Regions from separate parts of the Zea mays genome. Here region 1 is linked to region 2. Evidence: chromatin contacts called from public Hi-C data. All regions are on one chromosome and are shown on one strand. Each heading gives the region's core, a stretch centred on a gene start, on an enhancer-like site or on the middle of the called end of the contact. The rest is flanking DNA. Distances are from core to core; before and after follow the strand shown. Region 1 holds the start of LOC100274999 (protein trichome birefringence-like 14). Region 2 holds the start of LOC103632716 (vacuolar iron transporter 1.2-like).

Region 1 (5,997 bases), core at 1,025-3,524, 160 kb before region 2:
CTTCACATGCACACCCCACGAAAGCCCCACCTCACCACTCTCAAGTGGATCCTTCGCAACCTACGTGGATCCTTCGCTACCTACGTGGCTCCATCGACTATGTCCTTCTCCTTCGACCCTCACCAACATTAGAGCTCGTGGTCTACACCGATGCTGATTAGACTGGTTGCCCCGACACACGTCAGTCCACCTCTGTTTACATCGTGTTCCTGGGCGCCAACCTTGTTTCCTAGGCCACGAAGCGGCAGCCCATCATCTCCTGCTCTAGCGCCGAGGGCGAGTACCACGCTACGGCCACCAAGGCCTTCTGGCTCCGTCGGCTTCTCTATCGAGCTCCACAACCCCCTCGAGCGCTCCACCCTCGTCTATTGCATTCTCAGCATCCCAGCCACGTCGCAGTTCGCTGATATCTTCACCAAGGGGCTATCGTCGAGTGTATTCACTATGTTTCGATCCATTCTCAACACCTATACAAGATAGAGTTGAGACTGAAGGGCTGCTGTTAGAGTTAGGGTAGTATATCTCTGTATTTACCTATCTACCCCTCTTGTAATGTGCTTTGGCCACCTAACTCACATATATAATATTCACCCAACCTAGGATTAGAGTTAGGGGTTCCCACACCATCGTTGATCGTGGTTAGGACTCAGGTGGTCACGACGCGAGCTACGCCGACTCAAGCCTAGGCTCAGGGGCCCTGATTCATCCTCACGCCGCGCTGGCTAGACGCAGGGTCGCATCGGCCCCTCCGTCTTAGTCGTAGGCCACAACAATTTCAACACAGCGAACTTCGTTATCTACTTACCCGACCCGGTTCAAAACTCATATCAGTAGGAGGAAAAGGGTCGAGGACCCTGCCATCTTCAAGAGCCTCAAAATGCGGCGGACTGACGCCATAGTCACTTGTCCCGTGGGTTCGATCATCAAGCCAGCGAAGGCGAAGCCTCCCCTCTACTACATCAACATCTTCTTCATCAATGGGGCGGGGGTTAGACGACGATCCCATCTCCAATGACAAGCCCACTGTATAGTGGGAGGAGCCTCTGCAGCGCGAGGCATGTCTCCGTCGGAATCGATGCCACAACGTCCATCGTCTCCAAGCTGCCGAGAATAGGACCCAACCTAGCCTATTCCCGGGACGAGGCATCCGAGGTCCGGAATACCTAGACGAGCGTAGATTCTGCATGCAAAGGAATGCCTACCTCCTGAACCGCTGCATCGCTCAAGAGCACAAGCGCGAGATGGATGAATGCAATGTCAGACTCTCGTGCGATCATCTGCCTCTCCCACAAAACCTGTAGCTCAAGTTCTCTTGGGCCTTGCAGACTCCAATCTAGATTAGTGGAGTACTAGCTTGGACTGCCAATGACTTACCTCACATGCCCGACATGTAGGGTTGCCGATAGATCCTCACTCGGGCAGCAAATCACCTTCTTTCGTTGGCCCATCCAGAGGATGACATGCCCTACCTCATCAACAATCATCGAGACGTGTGGAGCAACATTATTGAGGCGTCGTGTGCGCGGCAGCATGAAAAAAGAGCTAAGGAGCCGCCTCTCTCTCATGCCTATACGAGTTAAGTGCTCATGCATGATTTGGAGTCTGATCATAGAATCATAGAACAAACTGAAATGCACGACACAATAGTTTATATATCTCTAAACAATAATTTATATATCTCTAAACATTTGGTATGGTCTCCACATGAGTAGGCGAGTAGCATGCGCACATAGTTCGGTTGCTAGATAAATTTAAACACATGATGTGATTGCTAATAAACCTTCAAAATCATCTAAATATTTACGTAATAAGTAGTATAATATATGAATGTGTTTGATACAATAAAAGTGTGCTTAACAAAAAAACTATTATATTCTTTTAGATAAAAGAGTTCTTTTTATATCGTTGTGAGTTGTGAAAAAAATATTATAATATGTGAATCGAAAAAAATGCTTCTATAAACTATATGTCATAAAAAAAGTATAGCTTATTTAGCCAAAACAATTATAAAACACACAATCCTCTCTATATCTTTCTTAAAACAACTAAAATATCTCTACATTTCAATTAATTCAAAGAGGTTAAATGTTGAAAGCAGAATGCTAAAGTGATATAAAAAAATACTATGTAAAATGAGCTGCGCCTAAAAAGTGCCATCAGATTTTATTTATTTTAAACAGTAGAAATAGGTAGAAGTGGAATGCCCATTGGCCGGCGTGCCACGAGCCCACGACGGCCCACGTTCTTGCATGTTTTGAAGGGAAGAGACATTTCTTAGCGGAGAATTGAAGCCACCGCCCACCGGACCTGGCGCACCGCGCACGACACCAAAGTACCAAACGCTTGGGAGCTTTGGACTCTACACCGCGCATAGATCGTGGGCATCGCGACACCTCACCTGCCCCCCTGCGGCCGCCGTCTCTCCTCGCCGGTTACCCCTTGCTGCCCGCTCCCCTGCGCCTCGCCTTTCTCGCCCTCTTTCCGCCTTTCTCACACGTGCCCGCCTTCTCCGCCCCTCTCCTCACCAGCGGTGGCGTCGACCGGCAGCGGCGTTCAACTGCGCCCCACGAGCAGGTGAGCCCGTCCAACGCTCTGCCTCACCAACCCGCACGCTGAATTCCTCGTTCCAGCGATTAATTTGTAGCCTCGGATCTCATTTTGCGTCGTCGCGCCGCGGAGAGTTATCTGTCTCTTTAATTTTCGTGCTGTGTTGTTTTTCGCGGTGGATCTCGCCCGCGACGCACTCCCCACGTAGATGCTGAATACATTTCGATTGGGCGCCTTTGTCTGGATGTTGGATCATTAGGTGTGGAACGACTATTAGCCTTGCCTGTTGCGGCGGGGATTTGATAGCGAAATTCTGCAGCGATGCGAGTGCTGACTCCTGCAATCGGGGGGTGTTTGTCGATTCGAGGTTCTGACTGGTCCCGGAAGAGGCCAGTGTCACCATCGTTGGCAGACTTCGTGAATCGGTCAGCAGAGGAACGGCCTGTCTGCTTGCTTAGTGCTCCAGGTTTTGGTGTCACTATCGCTCGGAATGGAAGGATATTTCCCTTTTCAGCTCAATGCTTGCTAGTGGCCTCTGTGTTCCCCATGTTTCCATGTATATTGCGTATTGCTAGACGTTACTGTTTGCTGGTTTCGTAGATGAATGTCGCATCTGATGTGCTCTTGTTAGAATTGAGATGAGCAATGCACTGCTTAAGTTCTTAAGTTGGGCATCTTGAGTTTTGATGCCAGTTTAACCTGTGACATAACCTCAATAGTGACTGGGCATTTTCTGGATTTGGACCTGAACTGTGCAGGTTTCTTGGCCCCGTCGACTTCCAGTGAGTTCAGTTTAGCTCAGTAAGCATCTGATCAACTTCGAGGTGCCAGACAGATCCTATGCTGCCTTACTGGGATGAAAGGTGGCTGTCTGCATAGGCTCCTTGTCCACAAGCTATGCTTTGGCCTGAGTATTCTCACTGTGCCGATTATTGTTCTGTTACTGGAAGGAGCCCCAGTACTCACTATCTTCAGCCCAACACCAGGGCAATTAAAAGTTCTCTCTCAAGGTAGTCTGACATCTGTATATTTTTGGCTTGTCGCCTTATCTACCAATTCATAATTTACACTCTGATTGTTGGGGACTTGTTGTTTTCAGAATTTACACTCTGATTCTTCTTGGCATCAGGTTTTCTACATCAGCAGGAGCAGGAACATCTTGGAGATGATGGAGCAACCCTAGCTGGATCTCCAGGTCCAGCTTCCAGGAGCCGCTCGCAAAAAAGTAGGGGCAAAGTGATGAAAAGTAATTTCTTTTGTGCAGTGTGACTAAATACTTATTGGTTTTGTTGTGTGCCCCTCTTCTGGTTCGTGCTTGCTGACTTACCTGAAGCCTTGGAAAGCATACTTCTCGTAGTGCTTATTTTCAAATCAAACGATCTGTGATTCTGTGGTTGAGTCATGTTTACACATTAAAGCCCCATTTATCTGCTTTTGCATAATTGAAGGTTGTTGTTACATCCTAGAATGTAACTATGCAGAGCGATGCCATTTTATTATTGTTTATTCATCTCAACCATTGGAAATCACAATTTTATGCTGATGATAAGGTGTTTTCGCAAACATGTAATTTGCTGATATCAAATTTCTTTGCCTCATATAATGATTCTATTACTTCGTAGATTGCAACTACGCAAAGGGGAAGTGGATAGAAGATGATAAGCGGCCGCTGTACTCTGGTAATGAGTGCAAACAATGGCTGTCAAAAATGTGGGCTTGTCGAATGATGCGGCGCACACATTTCTCTTATGAGAATTACCGGTGGCAACCACATGACTGTGAGATGCCTGAGTTTACAGGGCCTAAGTTCTTAAAAAGGTATCTTACTTCATTTTTCTGCATACCTTAATGAGATCTGGATTATGCTAACATATTTTTGGGATTTCAGGATGAGAAACCGAACTCTTGCTTTTGTTGGTGATTCACTTGGCAGACAACAATTTCAGTCAATGATGTGTATAGCAACTGGTGGCAAATACAGTCCAGAGGTTGAAGATGTTGGTTGGAAATATGGCCTTGTCAAAGCCCCAGGTGCTCTAAGACCTGACGGGTGGGCTTATAGATTTTCGTCCACCAACACAACTATCCTTTTCTACTGGTCTGCTACTCTGTCTGAATTGGAACCTCTGAATACAGAACACACAGTTACCAGATATGCATTGCATCTTGATCGACCAGTTACATTTTTGAAGGAGTATCTTAATGACTTTGATGTCCTAGTACTTAACACTGGCCATCACTGGAACAGAGGGAAATTCAATGGAAATCACTGGGAATTGCATGCTGACGGGAAGCCTGTAGGCAATGGTAGTAGACTCGCAGACCTAAACCGTGCAAAAAATCTTACATTGTATAGCATTGCTAGATGGATGGATTCAGAACTCACACGGCATCCTAAGATGAAAGTTTTCCTCAGGACAATTTCACCAAGGCACTTTGTAAATGGTGACTGGAACACAGGTGGAACATGTGGAAATACTGTCCCCTTTACTAATGGAAGTGAAGTGTTGCAGGATCATTCAATTGATATACCCGCAGAAAATGCTGTGAAGGGAACTCGGGTTAAGCTTTTGGATATCACTGCTATCTCAAAACTACGGGATGAGGGGCATATCTCAAACTCTAGTTTCAAAAAGGCTTCCACCGGAATTAATGATTGCTTGCACTGGTGCTTACCTGGTATACCAGACATGTGGAATGAGCTTCTCTTTGTACAGATTTAGTATCACCCTCTGGTTAGGCAGATCTTTTTCAGAGCCCCAAGGATCTCCGCTGTTCATAGCATAGAAGTAAAGTTTATGGAATTTTGGGTCGCCCATATGGAGGTGTTCACAAGATGATACTATTGATTTCTATGAAGTACGAAATTTACAGTGTGGAACAGATTATTCCAACTTCCTTTCGGAGCAGAGTAGATGGAGGTGTTGCCCAGCCCAATCTGACTATCGAGTATTCTTCAGGCACGTTGAACTTTGTTTCTACTTTTACCTTACTGTAAAACCCTACCACGGTTTACCATGTGCAGCATATATCCTTCAGAAAAATGTTCATACCTGTTGGTCGTAATTATATTTGTTCATTCAGATGAAATTAAAACTTCAACATCCGATTGATTTGTCATTTGTGTGAGCTCAAAGGCTTCACTCTTGTCTGTGTAACATTTTCAGTGATAGATGACCTGATATACCATGCATCTTATACCTATATGACACACCTAGGGCCCGGACGGACGACCTCGTCTGGATGTAGCCCGTGCGAAATGGGGGACCGCATGGGCGCATGGCATGTGAAAGGAGGCCAGTGCTGCCAGCTTACCGCGACGACTGATTCGTTATTCGAGTTATTTACAAGTACCTAATATATCTAGATGATACATTTGCAACATGCATCAAAATTTGCTGAAACATTTCGAATGTGTTTGTAACATAAGTATAGTTATTACAATAGACT
Region 2 (5,872 bases), core at 2,641-5,140:
GTCGATCCATGCAAAAGAATTCGGTGCGTGGTGCGGTCTTGTTGTTGAGAAGGACATGGGTAGATGTCGGAGTCCGGCCGTGGAACCTACTACGCAGATCCAATGAACTCGGGCAACTAGCAAGCAAGCAGCAACCACGTACAGGTTCAATGAACAAGACGAGATAGAGAGAGAGAGATCCAGGATTAGGCACATGCATGAGCATGCATCCGCCGCCGTCCGCCGGAACGGCCGGCCGGGTTCTGGGATTGGGTGGCCGCCGGCCCGGTCTGCCTTCATGCGCGCAGGCGAACTGAAGGCGACAGTAGCTAAGTGCGATGGGATGCTGCTCTATGGGTCGCCTGCTTCCCTGCGGCTTGGCTTGGATAAGCACGACGCGCCCCATGACCGGACCAGCCGCTTGCATTGCTTGAACGTACCAGGCAGACATCGCCTGATTTAATTCCTGCGGGAAGAAATGCTTCTCCGAGGACGATGATGGTATAAATAAATATTCTCTCAACCTCAAAGACATGGTATATTCTAGTGCCATATTTTTCAAAGGCATTTGGTCCTGGATCGATGCATATCTAATTCTGAATGTAAATGGAGGCTCCAGTATGTATCCTTTCCTAACAGAGTGACATCTTGTAGCGCAGACTCATCGATCGGTGTGCAACTGTGGAGGAACATACCGGCCGGATCTGATTCAGATCAGGATGATATACCATGGAGTCCACAAGAATCCGAGCCCATGATTGCCAAAATCCAGCAACTTGGAGGAGGAAGGCCGGCACCCTATCTCTCCATCCAGACATCCAGTGCAGTGCTGCCTCGCCGCCAATGCATGCTGCCCATCACATGTGCTAAAGTCAGGTACATGTATGATTCACCACCCACGGCCTCGGCCACCACCCTTGTTCGTCTCGCATCTTCCAAACCCCAGCTGCCCCTCTCTATCTTTCTTCCTAATGGAGGTCTACCTGGACGTACGCTCCACACAAGTCCACAACCGCATCCTACCCTACGTACTCGGCCTACTTGCGATGTCACTTCTTTGTGTCACACGTACAGCGGTGGTACCATGCATGGGCGGGGGGAGCTGTAGAAGAAAGGCGACTCGTTGCTCGCTCACTGTCACTGAGGAAACGCTCTAGCTGCTCCTTTGAGTCCTGCTGATTGGGTTTTGGGATGTTGATTGGTGAGAATTGAGAGTGCGTATCATGAGCTATACTGCACCATCAGAGTTTTCCTTTTACCTCACACAGATATGAAAAGGCGAATTTGGCGGTATAGTGTAAAGTTATACTGATCCCACACTTTATACCAACTAATTACAAATTTACAACCTGATGAAAAAAGGCTGCTGCCAACAATTGGCCTACTGGTCCTTTTGTTTCTGTTGCATCAGCAGATTTTACCTCCCAACTTTTATTTTCTTTACTTCCACCTTTGCAATGGCCGGCCAGTTGCCCACTCAATCAGCACGAGGTTTCGATCCCCTTTTTTCTTTTTTTTTACTCGGCGTTGCCTCTCGGTGAACTTGAGAAGACAGAATCAGATGTCCTATTACATTATCTTATTATCAGCAGATTTGCGGGGAAGTTTTTTCTTTCGAGAAGGATTTACAGGGCAGTTAGGAACACGCTTCTAGAAATCCTTGCTAGGTGTACTACTAGGTAGTAGTAGTAGTTGAGGAGAAAATAGAGGCAAAGCCCAAAGCGGAACCCAGTTTGGGCCTCCGGTTGCCGAATTACACAGCCCAACATCAGTCATTTAATTTACCAGTAGATAGATAAAAACAAATGGATCCAAAGCCCAGCGGGTCACAGTTTGGAATCGACTTGACCTAAATAATAATCCACATCTGACAATAGTACACCACGCAGCCATCAAACAAAGAAGCAGTGACCGTAGCCACGTATGCATATAGAGCTGCACTTATTTTCCCTCGCCAACCTAGCCGGCCGGTGATGATTGATATGGGGCATGCGGCGACCGGCCTGCTTCACTATTTTTGCTGCATCACACCAGTCTTCATATGGACTGCACGGCCCTGGCCATGGCGAAGGCGGCGGCGGAGGCGAGCGCGCCGACGACGGTGGTCTGGACGGCGCTGAAGAAGGGGCGGTCGCCCGTGAAGCGGCCCTTGACGAAGCCGAAGAAGAGCAGCGCCGCGAGCGTCACGGCGACGGACACGGCCATGGCGCGCGCGGCCTCCGGCACGAACATGTAGGGGAGCAGCGGCACCAGCCCGCCCGCGACGTAGGACAGCGCGATGGTGGCGGCGCTCACCAGCGCGCGCCGGGGCTCAGGCCTCTCCAGCCCGAGCTCGAACTTCATCATGAACTCCAGCCACGCCTTGGGGTTGTTGCGGAGGGAGGTCACCACGGGGCCGTACTCCTCCGGGCCCAGCCCGTACTGCGACAGGATGTCGGCGATCTCGGCGGCCTCTGCATTATTTGCATGCGAAATGTACAGGACGGACGAGGCGATGGTCAGACGACCTTACTACATATGCATTAGCCGTCTGAAGAGAAGAAGGTGAGCTCGTCGCGGGCGGTTGCGTTTGCTTACCGACGTCGGGGACGGTGTCGATCTCGTCCTGCTCGCGCTGCAGCTCCCGGTTGTAGTGGTCAGCCTCGCTCTTCGCCGCCAGGTACCTGAACGCACGCACAGCACAGCAACTGAAGAGGTTAGTTTTGGTGGGTGGGTAGCTGGGCTCAAACGTCATTTATTTGGGTCAGATTCGTGCGGGCCGAATTGCGTGAGTGCAGGCCCACAAGCTGTTGGAAACACAAACAAACAAATGAATAAAATAGCAGTTCGCAATTTTGGATCGCAATTTTTCTGAATTCTTGTCTCTTTCCTGACCAGTGACCAGAGTGCTGCACTGCAGAGAGCAGTAATTGCATCTGTGGATTTTTTTTCTTCCTGTGGAAGAAATATGACGCTAGTTTGCCTTATAGAACTTATGCTTCTGGAAGAGAAGTATTGTATTTACAAACGTCTAGCTATGTTTAGTCATGTTTGTACTGAGTCGTCATATATACATTTCGATACCAAAAACACACACTTTCAGACGTGTCCGGAGGCCCAAAAGTACTTCAAATTTCAGAGAGTGTGTTATGCATGTAACGAGTATCCATCGGAAAATGTTTCCGAGCATGAGAAACGCCCTTTTATAAATTAATTAACTGGCGATCAGGAGTTTTAATTAGCAACTGATTACGTTTGCATAAACGCGCTGTAATGCGCAGAAGAATACGAAACTGAAACCAACAGCTGCATGCACGATCTGTAACGTTGGGAAGAAACAAGGGCATGTGAAGCCAAGATGAGCTCAGCACCAGCCATCAGTTATGCTAATACGCATGTCGGGTTGCTGACCGCACCGCGGCACCAGTGAACTGAAGAAGCAAATCGAGAGAGAGAGAGATGCGGTCTCGGATGGAGCATGCATGCGCGGAAGAGAATGGGGATCCATGCGAAGCTTACCCTCCGAGCCCCATGGAGATGGCGCCGGCGGCGACCTCGGCGAGCCCCGCGGTGAGCACGAGCGCGGAGGAGGCGTTGGCGCCGGACAGCCCCGCGGCGAGCGCGAAGGGCACGGTGAGGCCGTCGGAGACGCCGATGATGATGTCCCGGACCACCTCGCCCGCTGTGAAGTGCTTCTCGGTGTGCTTCTCCAGCAGAAGCTGCTGCTTCTCCTCGTCCTGCACCAACGTCGTCTTGCCGCCGTTCAGCGCCATCTCTTCTCGCACGCTCAAGACTCAAGAGGGGGAGGGGGAAAAAAGATCGCGCGCTATTAGCTAAGCGTTCGTTTGATTAGTCTTGGAGTGATTAATCAGCCTGTGGGCTGTGGTGTTTGTGCTAAGATCTTGCTGCTAGCTGCGAGGTTTTCTGTTGGTGAGGCGAACGCTGAGCTGGGAGGGGCATTTATAGGGGTTAGCTAGCTCGGGCGGAAATGACCAACTTGGACATGGGGTGGTAGTCGATGTTGCTTTTGTGGTTTTGGAGTGGGTGGCTGTGGCTTCACAAAGATTCAAACCAGTGTGAATGTCTGGTTTCTCTTTCGCACCTGACTTCATATTTTTTAGAATTTTTTTTATAAAAACATGTTTCAGATCCCTAAAAAATCCATTCTAGATGTCATTTTAATTTTGACATTCCGCCTTAAAATAAGTTTAGTGCAGGGACCAAGCTTCTACTCATTTTTTTCTTCACAACAAAAAGAATCCAAAAAGTTTAGTGTAGGGACCAAACTTCTACAAAAAAACATATCATGTTTTCTCAACCGATTCCACCTGTTTTCACTGAGTCACTAACGAAAGCTTAAGAATGACCACACCAGTTTTTAGACACCAATGATTTGAGAGATTTTTGCCATGTTTGTTTCAGCTTCTCGCCACCAAAAACTGTTGCGGACTAACAAACGCTCAGCTTTTCAGGCGACTTCTATAAAAATTAATTTGGTAAAAATAATCACTCTGAATGGTGAATCGTCGGGATACGATGAATTATACTGGTTTAGGCTTACGCCCTAGTCCAGTGTAGTGTTGATCGTAGTATTGGCTGGACAGTGTCACAAATTGTGCATGTGTATGAAGAAAGAGGGGCGTCCCTTTTATAGTTCAAGGGAACTTTACATAGGTGGTATGTTTTCCTCTAGAGAGAGAGGTCTGCTTCCTTGGGTACTGAAGCGTATCCTCGGGGTCCGTAGGGTCGAGTGTGGGTAGCTGTACTTCCGGCGTGGCGCACTGCGTCATCTGTCCGGTATGTAGGTCCCTGTAGCGAGTTTGATGGTGTCGTAGTGGCATGATGTGTTGCCCCGTCTTTCCTGGTGCGTGGATCACTATAGTGACTCCGGTGCTGAAGTCCCCCATGACCGAGGTTGACTGGCCCCACAAGGCAGACATGATGTGCTAGGGATCGTACATAGGGTTGAAAACGGACGAGTAAAATCCCGTCCTGGCCCATACCGTTTTCTACATTTGACCCGACCATTTTCGCATTTATGGAAAAATATGGAAACAGGACGGAAACAGTAGAGGGTTTATTCTATCCGTTTTTGCATGATCCTATTTTTATTTGCATTGAACCCGTATTTATTTCTTATTTGATAAATATGGGACAAGCCTAATATACATTAGTATATAAACTAAAGCCTCGTGTCTTTAGGTGACAAATTATAGCACAAGTGGTCATTGTAACCATCGGCTCTTTTCAATGACAAGTGGTCTAAAATCTTAAACAACACCGGATGTAGCTAAATGTACACCATTAGCAACCGAACAACAATAGAATGTTGCCTCTCTGTATCTATTTGTTTGATGTTATTGTACTGCCAATCAATCACTAGTCAAACATCAATATCATTTCTGTTTACATTAAATTATGAGTTTTCATGTAACACCTCGTCCAATCCCTGGACCGATGGTACTTACTCCTGGCAGCTCTTTAGGGTCATATATCGTCCCCACAGACCAACACGAGTCTTTTGTGTGCATTTTGTCCTCACTCATGCGCACCAGAGAAAACTTTCCGGTCGGTCACCCATCCCAAATTGCTCCAAGCCAAGCACGCTTAGCTTGGAGGTTTTTTCGAGATAGGCTTCCGAAAAAGAAGATTCACCTTGTTGGTATGGATAATTTATTAATTCTATTAAGTCTTGGACAAGGAAATCACCATCCCAGGGGCCAGATTATCACAATCCATTCCCTTAGAAGACCGACGTCCTCGTCGGTCAACCCCAATACAGGAACCTCCCCTCTTAGCCACGTCTGTGTGTCTAGTGTCGTCATATGCCATGCCATGTGACCACTCCGGGCCCACATGCGCCATATACCCGAACCCCCTAACCCACACACGCCCGTGAAATCGCGAGGGTCGG

Evidence for each region. A called contact is a pair of places that touch in the nucleus more often than the background predicts.
Region 1: a contact with region 2 is called in a Hi-C map of bundle sheath, with 6 times the contacts expected there. The contact joins the promoter of LOC100274999 here to the promoter of LOC103632716 in region 2. A contact is called at or near these places in 12 of 25 Hi-C or Micro-C datasets (bundle sheath, ear, endosperm and 5 more).

The regions. Positions count from the first base shown.
Region 1 is chr7:112,723,427-112,729,423 of Zm-B73-REFERENCE-NAM-5.0, reverse strand. LOC100274999 (protein trichome birefringence-like 14) reads left to right here and starts at 2,274. Exons shown (of 6, transcript XR_004851498.1): 1 at 2,274-2,574; 2 at 3,306-3,557; 3 at 3,677-3,793; 4 at 4,170-4,365; 5 at 4,436-5,507; 6 at 5,715-5,997.
Region 2 is chr7:112,562,617-112,568,488 of Zm-B73-REFERENCE-NAM-5.0, reverse strand. LOC103632716 (vacuolar iron transporter 1.2-like) reads right to left here and starts at 3,890. Exons shown (of 3, transcript NM_001319724.1): 1 at 3,478-3,890; 2 at 2,557-2,642; 3 at 1,788-2,432. The coding sequence starts at 3,731. The coding sequence ends at 2,017.